3 separate regions of the Triticum aestivum genome follow, and all the other regions are linked to region 3. A link is a contact called in public Hi-C data. All regions are on one chromosome and are shown on one strand. The core of a region is the stretch at or near the end of the contact, and the rest is flanking DNA. Distances in the headings are between cores, read along the strand shown. Region 1 holds the start of LOC123130668. Region 2 holds the start of LOC123130669 (expansin-B7). Region 3 holds the start of LOC123127654 (probable E3 ubiquitin-protein ligase ARI8).

What was found. A called contact is a pair of places that touch in the nucleus more often than the background predicts.
Region 1: a contact with region 3 is called in a Hi-C map of leaf, with 5 times the contacts expected there. The contact joins the promoter of LOC123130668 here to the promoter of LOC123127654 in region 3. A contact is called at or near these places in 3 of 5 Hi-C or Micro-C datasets (all in leaf).
Region 2: a Hi-C map of leaf shows a contact between it and region 3, with 6 times the contacts expected there. The contact joins the promoter of LOC123130669 here to the promoter of LOC123127654 in region 3. A contact is called at or near these places in 2 of 5 Hi-C or Micro-C datasets (both in leaf).

Annotation. Positions count from the first base shown.
Region 1 is chr6A:401,999,700-402,002,399 of IWGSC CS RefSeq v2.1, reverse strand. It overlaps LOC123130668, which reads left to right and starts at 1,375. Exons shown (of 2, transcript XM_044550499.1): 1 at 1,375-1,824; 2 at 1,925-2,641. The coding sequence starts at 1,584. The coding sequence ends at 2,289.
Region 2 is chr6A:402,021,269-402,023,968 of IWGSC CS RefSeq v2.1, reverse strand. It overlaps LOC123130669 (expansin-B7), which reads right to left and starts at 1,265. Exons shown (of 2, transcript XM_044550500.1): 1 at 692-1,265; 2 at 1-577. The coding sequence starts at 1,057. The coding sequence ends at 50.
Region 3 is chr6A:401,533,555-401,536,254 of IWGSC CS RefSeq v2.1, reverse strand. It overlaps LOC123127654 (probable E3 ubiquitin-protein ligase ARI8), which reads left to right and starts at 1,335. Exons shown (of 15, transcript XM_044547420.1): 1 at 1,335-1,737. The coding sequence starts at 1,582.

The DNA.
Region 1 (2,700 bases), core at 126-2,625, 470 kb before region 3:
CCACTTGAACCTAATCCATCTTCATTTGACACACTGTTATGGACATAATGATGTAAATCTCATAATTGGTATTGTACCAATATTTGTACGATGGCACATAAATACACTAAAATAAAAAAAATAAAAAAACAATACTAGTAGCGATGGAAAGAAAACACGCTGCCAGTAGTTACATTAGCAGCAGCGTGGGAGTGAACAAGCGCTGCAGCTATTTGTCCTAGCAGTAGCGCGTGCGGCACGCGTTACTGCTAAGCAATAGCTGTAGCGCCTTATTAGTAGCGCGCCTACCCGCGCTACTAGTGAGCACAAAACCAGCGCTACTGCTAGGGTTTTCCCTAGTAGTGAGCATTGCGTATATTTTTTTCTCTTTCCCAGTTGTGTCCTCCTCACAGGACAAATCTGTGCTTCTTGTGGAAGCATGTTTTTGCCCAAAAAAATACATTTGTGCTTCTCACGGAAGCAAATCAGTGCCGCCATGAGAAACAAATATGTGCTTCGCGTGAAAGCCTATATTTTGGCCCCAAAACACATACGTGCTCTTCGCAGAAGCAAATCTATGCCTCAACGAAAAGCAAATTTTGTGCTTCTCATGAAAGCACATATTTTTTTCATTTTTGAGAAGCACATCCCGTGGAAGCATAATTTTTTCCATGCAAAAAAAAAAACTCCATGATTTTTGTCTTCTCCAAAACCTAGAAAAAACTAGACGAAAACAAAAAAGAAAGCCAACTAAAACCCAAAAACTCATACAGAAAAAATTTAAAATTGAGAGGGAGCGCCTAGCACGCGACATGTGATAGCGGCTAAACGTGCCCCCAGGGCATCCAAAATGACCTCTGAAGGTCCCCGTAGGGGATAACCTTTAGTTAGTTGCTCTCGCTTTAGGGAGGTGGTCAGATCAAACAAGTTCGGTCAGGCATCCAACCAAACACTGCCCTACGCCTCATACCCCTTTGGGCCACAGTGACCATGCGAAGGTTTAGAGTAGGGATCATCCATGACAAAACAGATAAAAAATTTCCAGGACTCCAGTGGCTCCGCCGAAGGCTTCAAGCAGCTTGAAAATGTATTCAATGCATCCATTTTTATGGCGCTACCGGTGCACCAATGACACACTTTAAAACGTTTAAAAAAATTAAAAAAGAATAGCTCATTGACACAACATAAACCAATGTTGTCAGAAAATTTCAAATCAAAAATCGAAACATAGCTTGAGATTATCTGCGGGATTTATTATCAATAGAGATAATGGATCAAATTCAAAGCCCAACTTGTGTTATATATTACTCAATATCGATTTTTCGTACCCTAAGCTATATTTAAAATTTGATTGTAACAACATGGGTTGATGTTTGATATTTTCTTTAGAAATTTTCAAACATTTTAAAATGTGCTACAGAAGTTCAATGCACCGGTGACACCACAAGGGTGAGTGCACATATATTCTTCCCTCTTGGGGCTACGGTACAGGTGGATGCTGGAGCCACCGCTCCAAAACACACAGAAACACACACAGCTTCTTGCGTTCTCAAACACTGATATCGACTTGCAGCTTCAGTGTCGTCCACCGCCGGCAAGAAGGCATGGCGGGCGCGTCCTCGTGGTCGTCGTCCTGCTCGTGCACGTCGTCGCTCGGCTCCTTGGATGACGACGATGTGTTCTGCGTCGTGAAGCCGGGTTCCCCCGGGGCAGCTGCAGAGGGCAGCGTCAAGTTCCTGTGCAGCTACGGGGGCATGATCCTTCCACGCCACCCCGACGGCGCGCTCCGCTACGTCGGCGGCAACAACCGCGTCCTCTCCGTCGACCGCTCCCTTCAATTTCACGGTACATGCCTATTACCAACGACGCCTCCTGCTGTCCATTGATCGTTTCCGGCACTCCAGCCAGTTCAGCTGTTTGACTGTGGATCGATCGATCGCTTCAGAGCTGCAACGGAAGCTGACGGACATGTGCGGATGGGAGGCGTTGAGCCTGCGGTGCCAGCTGCCGACGGAGGACCTGGACGCGCTCGTCTCCGTCACGACCAACGACGACCTCGGCCACCTGCTGGAGGAGTACGACGCCGCCAGCAGGGACCGGCTCCAGCCGCTCAAGATAAGGGCGTTCCTGTTCCCAAGGGCCAAAACGCCGCCGCTCTCGCCGTCCACCCCGTCGTCCAGGCCAACGCCGGCGTACGTCCGCCACCACCACCAGCACCACACGGCTCGCCCCCCTCCGGCTCGTGGGCATTCGGGCCACCGGCGCCCACACCAGCTCCTGCTCCTCCACAACGGCAGTTGGTTGCAATAACAGCGGGATTAGCAGCCGCGTGCTGATGTATTAGCTTGGCAGTCGTGAGATCGTCCATGGGGCGCTGTGCCGCTGTCGCTCACGAATTTGTAAGCCCTGCTTTGCATGTTTCATAACATACGTACGTACTACTGTAGTAACAGACCTATTAGCTTGGCTTATTTTAAATAAGATTCAGGGTCTGTTCAAAAAAGAGAAGTATGTGTACGAGTCGTTCTTTCCTTTCCTTTTCACTTTTTTCGTGATCAAAAGTGTGGATAAGTCCCGAAAACCAAAAGGACAGACGCAAGGGCGATAAGGTTCGTTGGGCGGATTGCGCAGCCAGCCTGTCTGTCTCGTCTCTTTCTGACTTCATTCATGTCTTGTCCGGCTAATTTTGTTCCATTCCGAATCCGGAGTGTTCCTTCCGGC
Region 2 (2,700 bases), core at 16-2,515, 490 kb before region 3:
ATTGGCACGACTAACCCATGCATGGACGTGCATGGATGAGCGGGAGGGGTCAATCGAACTGGACGAGGGAGCTGTACACCGTGTCGGGCTGCCAGTCGGCTGGGATGACCTGCTCGGCGACGAGCGACCTGCCGGACTCGTTGGTGACCCGCAGAGAAAAGGGCCCCTGCAGCGGGCGGTGCGTGTCCAGGCGCCAGATGGATCCCCACGACTCCCTCATCGGCGTCCAGACCCCCGTCGGCTCACCATTGTCCGGCCGCGACTCCATGAGGTCCACCTGCGCCACGTCGCCGTCGCCGTTCTCGTACTCCACCAGGATGGCCAGGTAGTTCGGGTTCGACCCCTGCTCCACGTGGAACGTCACCGACAGCCCCGGGTACTGGCACGGCACCCTCTTAAACTGCATGTCGATGATGCCGGCGTGGCGGAGCTCGTCGTTTCGGCCGTCCTTGGCCATGGCGCCGAAGGCGGTGCCGCTGAGGTCGAAGTGGTAGCGGGCCACCGGGTAGTAGTTCATGTCGGTGATGATCACCGTCTCAGGGATGCCGGAGCACGCTGCGTGAGCCACGCACCTTATCTGCACGCAACGCAGCGCAACAATCCAAGATCCATCAGCTTGGAAAAACAAACGAAACGACAAGCACTCTACCGTCAGTGTCAAGCAACTGCAATGTCGGCCACAGTAGCTGACCTGGTAGCACGAGCCGCATCCCTTGCCGTCCTTGAAGAGCGGCTCGTTACCGCACGACGTCATGGCGTTGAACGGCGGCAGGTTCACGTTCTTGAACCCGCACGCGCCACCATTGTCGTCCGGCCCGGCGCCGCCGGGAGCGCCGTACCAGGTGGCCCTGGCGTCGAGCCAGCCCCCGCCGTCGACGTTGGTGCCGCTGCCGCCGCTGCCGGGGCTGGGGGTGGGGGTAGCGGGGGCGGGTGTAGGTGTAGGGGAGTGTCCGGGGCAGAATATGGCAGGCAGAAACCAAAAGCAGGCGCAGCAGCCATCGGCGGCGAGCAGGAAGAAGAGAGCGACCGCAACGGCGTAGGCGGAGGCCGCTGCCATCGCTTGCTTTTGCTGGTTAATGGCTTGATGCAGTTGGTGGGGCGCGTGTGAATTTATAGGCCGGCAACTCAAGTGCTAAGCTTCTTCTTCGTCTACCAGATCAAATCAAAAGGAGGAAAAGGGCGAGGGAATGAATGAACGGAGATGGCGGATGGAGAAAGGAGGAGCCAGGCGTGATGGCAGGGCCGGTTCACATGTGGACGGCGGGACTCGCCCAACTGGCTGCTATACACCATTACCCGTGATCACGGGATGCAATTCTCTCTGCTTTTAAAAATCATCAACCATACATACATGCTGCATTACAGGTGCTTCCTCCATGTATTTATGCCTGCAGCCAGCATATCACCATGCCGATTGCAGACCATAGAGGCATCTTTTTCTTGGCGTTTTGTACGGAAGTCGTAGCAATTACAGCCACATGACCCGTCTTGCAATCAGTGACGAGCTTGTGTATTCATGTACCGCGAAAATACCAAACTAGTGCTATGAAAATGCCCAGCTGAAAGTTACGTGCGCGTCGCCAGAGGATCAGGGCATGATACGAAAATAGGATAGTGGTTACGTACAAGATACCGGTGAAATGGTATGAAAACACGAGTATCCAGTGACATACTCCCTTGGTCCCATAATATAAGAACATTTTTGACAGTAGTGTAGTATTAAAAACGTTCTTATATTTTGGGATAGAGGGAGTACTAACGAAGCATCGAAATATCAGCAGAAAAAAGGAACATCGAAAGATACAATGTTGGATGTATAATAGTCAGTTCACCTTTTCCTTTAATACATGTAAATTCACAAATAGTACAAATGTAATTATCTGGATACAGTATTAGAAAAACTACAAAGTAGCTCTTGCATTTAGTAATTATAATGAAACCTCTTAAAGACATCTTCTTTGTGGTATTAATCCTTGAAGGTGAAATGCAATAAAACTTTCCGAAAGCCCTTGAATCACTCGTACAAAAAGTTGAAAAGTCATAAGCGACGAACGTATTTGAGGAAGATGGGCAGTGCAAACAAGTTGAATCACAAGATCATTGCCATAGTGTCGAGGTAAGATTTCAACAAATAGCCAAACCAACATAAGCAACATGACACACTAGATCCAGACAATCGACTCTGCAAGACACAAACCTCCATGACCCTTTTTTTTAACCAGAGTAATTTTTTTTTTGCAAAAATGACTCAAATCTATTGTAAAGGTTCATTAGAAGTACAGAGCATCCTAAACATAATAAAAATGACAACGAGGCCCCTGAACCACCGAACGACCATTGCTGTTGCCCGTCGACGCGCCGTTGTCGCCGCTCCCGTATCCGAGTTGGCCTAACCTTATCGACGACAGGTGGAAAGTCTTTGTGCATGTGCTTCTAAAGACCAACTTCTTGGAGCCGCCGTTGAGCCCTTGAACCGATCCAAAGAACCTGGCATCAGATCTCACCATCACATACACATGACGAGAAACCCTGACATCGACACCCCGAGGACCTGGCTGAAATCTACGTCGGCGTTCCATCTAATCCGTCGTGATAGATGAATTGGAGGAGGATCAAAGCATAAAAGACTGATATGAAGAAGAAGCGTCGCCATCCACCTAAGCGTCGCCCTGCATGGACTAAAAATCCTAAACTATCTAA
Region 3 (2,700 bases), core at 86-2,585:
GATGGTACATGGAATATAAATCTTCTCCGGCAGCATTTCTATCAGCCAGACATTGATTGCGTCCTTCAGATGAAGGCTTCAAGCAGATTAGACTCCAACTTCCTTGCTTGCCCCGGACAAACGCAACTGCTTTTCGGTACGCAGCGCCTACTACCTTGGTCTGCAGGAACATATGGCAAAGCAGGATAACGGCGCCTTGAGCGGCCAGCCGGACGGACGACGTTCAGTGTGGAACCTGATATGGAAAAACGGGGCACCGGCCAAAGTACGTATCTTTGCATGGCAAGCTGCCCAAGAGGCCTTAGTTACACAAGCTACCAAGACATACATACACCTTGAACTAGATTCAACATGCTTGCTGTGTGGCCAGGCAAAGGAGAACGTGCACCATGCTCTTGTCATATGTCCTCATGCAGCGACGCTTTGGGAGGCTATGCAAGAGCATTGGGCACTACTGACCCCAGCCGACCTGCGTGACACTGAGCCAGATTGGTTATTACGTCTGCTTGATAAACTGCCGGATGTACAGAAGCTTGCTTCCTTGATGATCACGTGGAGGATTTGGTATGCAAGAAATGAGATCATGCATCATAAACCCCCAGTCCCGATCAAGGCCTCGCGTCGGTTCCTATCGAGTTATATCAGTTCCCTACTTGCAATATAGCAGCACCCGAGGTGGACTTGACAAAGGGCAAGCAGGTGATCGATTACTCGGGAAGCACGTCAAAGAACACACATGAAATACTAGCCACGCCTCAATGGAAGCCCCCTGATGTGAACTATGCTAAACCGAATGTTCATGGTGCTTTTCTGAAGGAGGATGGTACAACCGGGGCTGGGATGATTTTACGTGATCATGAAGGCACAGTCATCTTTGCCGCGAAGCGGGTACTCTTCAATTGCGGGGGGCCTCTAGAATCGGAGATGACAGCTATGGACGAGGGGCTTCGGCTTGCTCTCCACTGGTCCAGCTTGCCGTTGGTTGTTGAAGCGGACTACGCTGAATTGTTGAAGATGATGCAATCTAAAGATATAGAGCGATCGAGGTATGCGAACCAGATTAATGAGTCTAGATATGGAGCGAACACGATTCAAAAGGACAAAATCCAAAGAAAATGGATGTCCGATTGGTGTCTGGTTGGAGTTGGCCAGAGGCGTGGTGTGGCAAAGAGGTATTCGGACACGGAGGGACGAGGCACTCCTGTTTGTGAAGTGAAGATTCATACCTCCCTTTCTGGTGCAGCGCAAGATTCCTTCCCATGAAAGGAAAAGGTTCCGTCTGGAAAGCACTGTTGTTAGCAGAGAAGCAGAAAATAGCAATTACACGCGAGAAAGAAAACGTGCGGAAACAAACAAGGAAGGAGAAAGCTCGAGGCTTCCTCTGCCCCCGAGCGAATCCCACCCATCCTCTCTTCCTCCCCCCACGTCTTCCTCCGCTCCACCCCTTTCCTCCTCCCAGCTCCCGTCCGTCCACCGAATCCGAGCCGCTTGTTCCCTCCAAACGGTGGGGCGCGGCTCCGATCCGCCCGATCCGGGTCGCTCTCGAGGCTCCGGCGCGCGCGGCGGCGGCCGGTGGCGGCGATGGATTCAGAGGACGACACGCGCGACTCCGCCGACGAGGACTTCTACAGCGGCGGCGAGGCGGGCCTCGCCCTCAGCGACGACGGGGACGCGGACTACGATTTCGCCGACCGCGACTCCGATGACTCGGATGACCTAATCTCCCACAGGCAGCAGGTGATCATCGATTGGCGTCCGGTCGGTCCCAGTATAGAAATTGCTTGTTCGAGATAATCGGAATGGGAGATGCAGCAGCGCCGGAGCGGCCATGTATCGGTGCTTCTGTCTGCCCCTTAACGATATAGGATGGATGATGTGGACAGAAATGCTCTCGCGTATACTACTATATATAAATAGTGGATAGAAATGTGACTGGTTGGATGATCTAGATATTGCTTTCGGTTGCCTGTGTGATTGCCTGACGTGGACGAAGAGCTCGATCAGAGTCCTTCCCATGGATGAAACGTGCTTATATAAACCTGAGGGTGGTTCTATTTATGTCCCACGGTAGGAAAAGACAAGCCGAGCATTCCCGATAATTACTTCTGGCTATCGGATAGGTGCTAGCTGTGACTGGTGTCCTGGCATGCGAAATTCACTTTGTGTTGTAGCTTGTAATTCACAGTGTGCCACATTGCTTTATGATTCCAGTTTTGGTTGCTGGTAATAAGTGGTAATGGAATGTAGCATGATAGGGAGAGCGGTGTTTAGGGTAGGACTGTTGGAAAGCATGCAAAGGAAAACTTCTAAGTATGTATTAGGCATGTACTGACATGCTACCCTGATGCAAGGATATACCAGTCTAATTGGTATGTTTCTGAATCTGATTTTGGGAGGTTTCCTACAGCTTGCTGGTTTCATTGGAGCTGGCAGTTTTTTAATGTATGATTTGATAGCTCTAGCCAAAAGATGGTGATTAATTCGCAGATCATACTAATTAGGTGAATACATGAGTCTTACTTAGTGTTTACTTACTCACAGTCCATGGAAATTTCTATGTGGGATGCAAGTACTCTTCTAGCTTCAAACTGTGAAATAGGGTACCTTGCATGATCTTGGCACAGGTCATTAAATTTATTTCGTTCTGATTCACTATTTGTAGTGATATTCTGTCTAAATATCAAGAGATGAAACGATTAG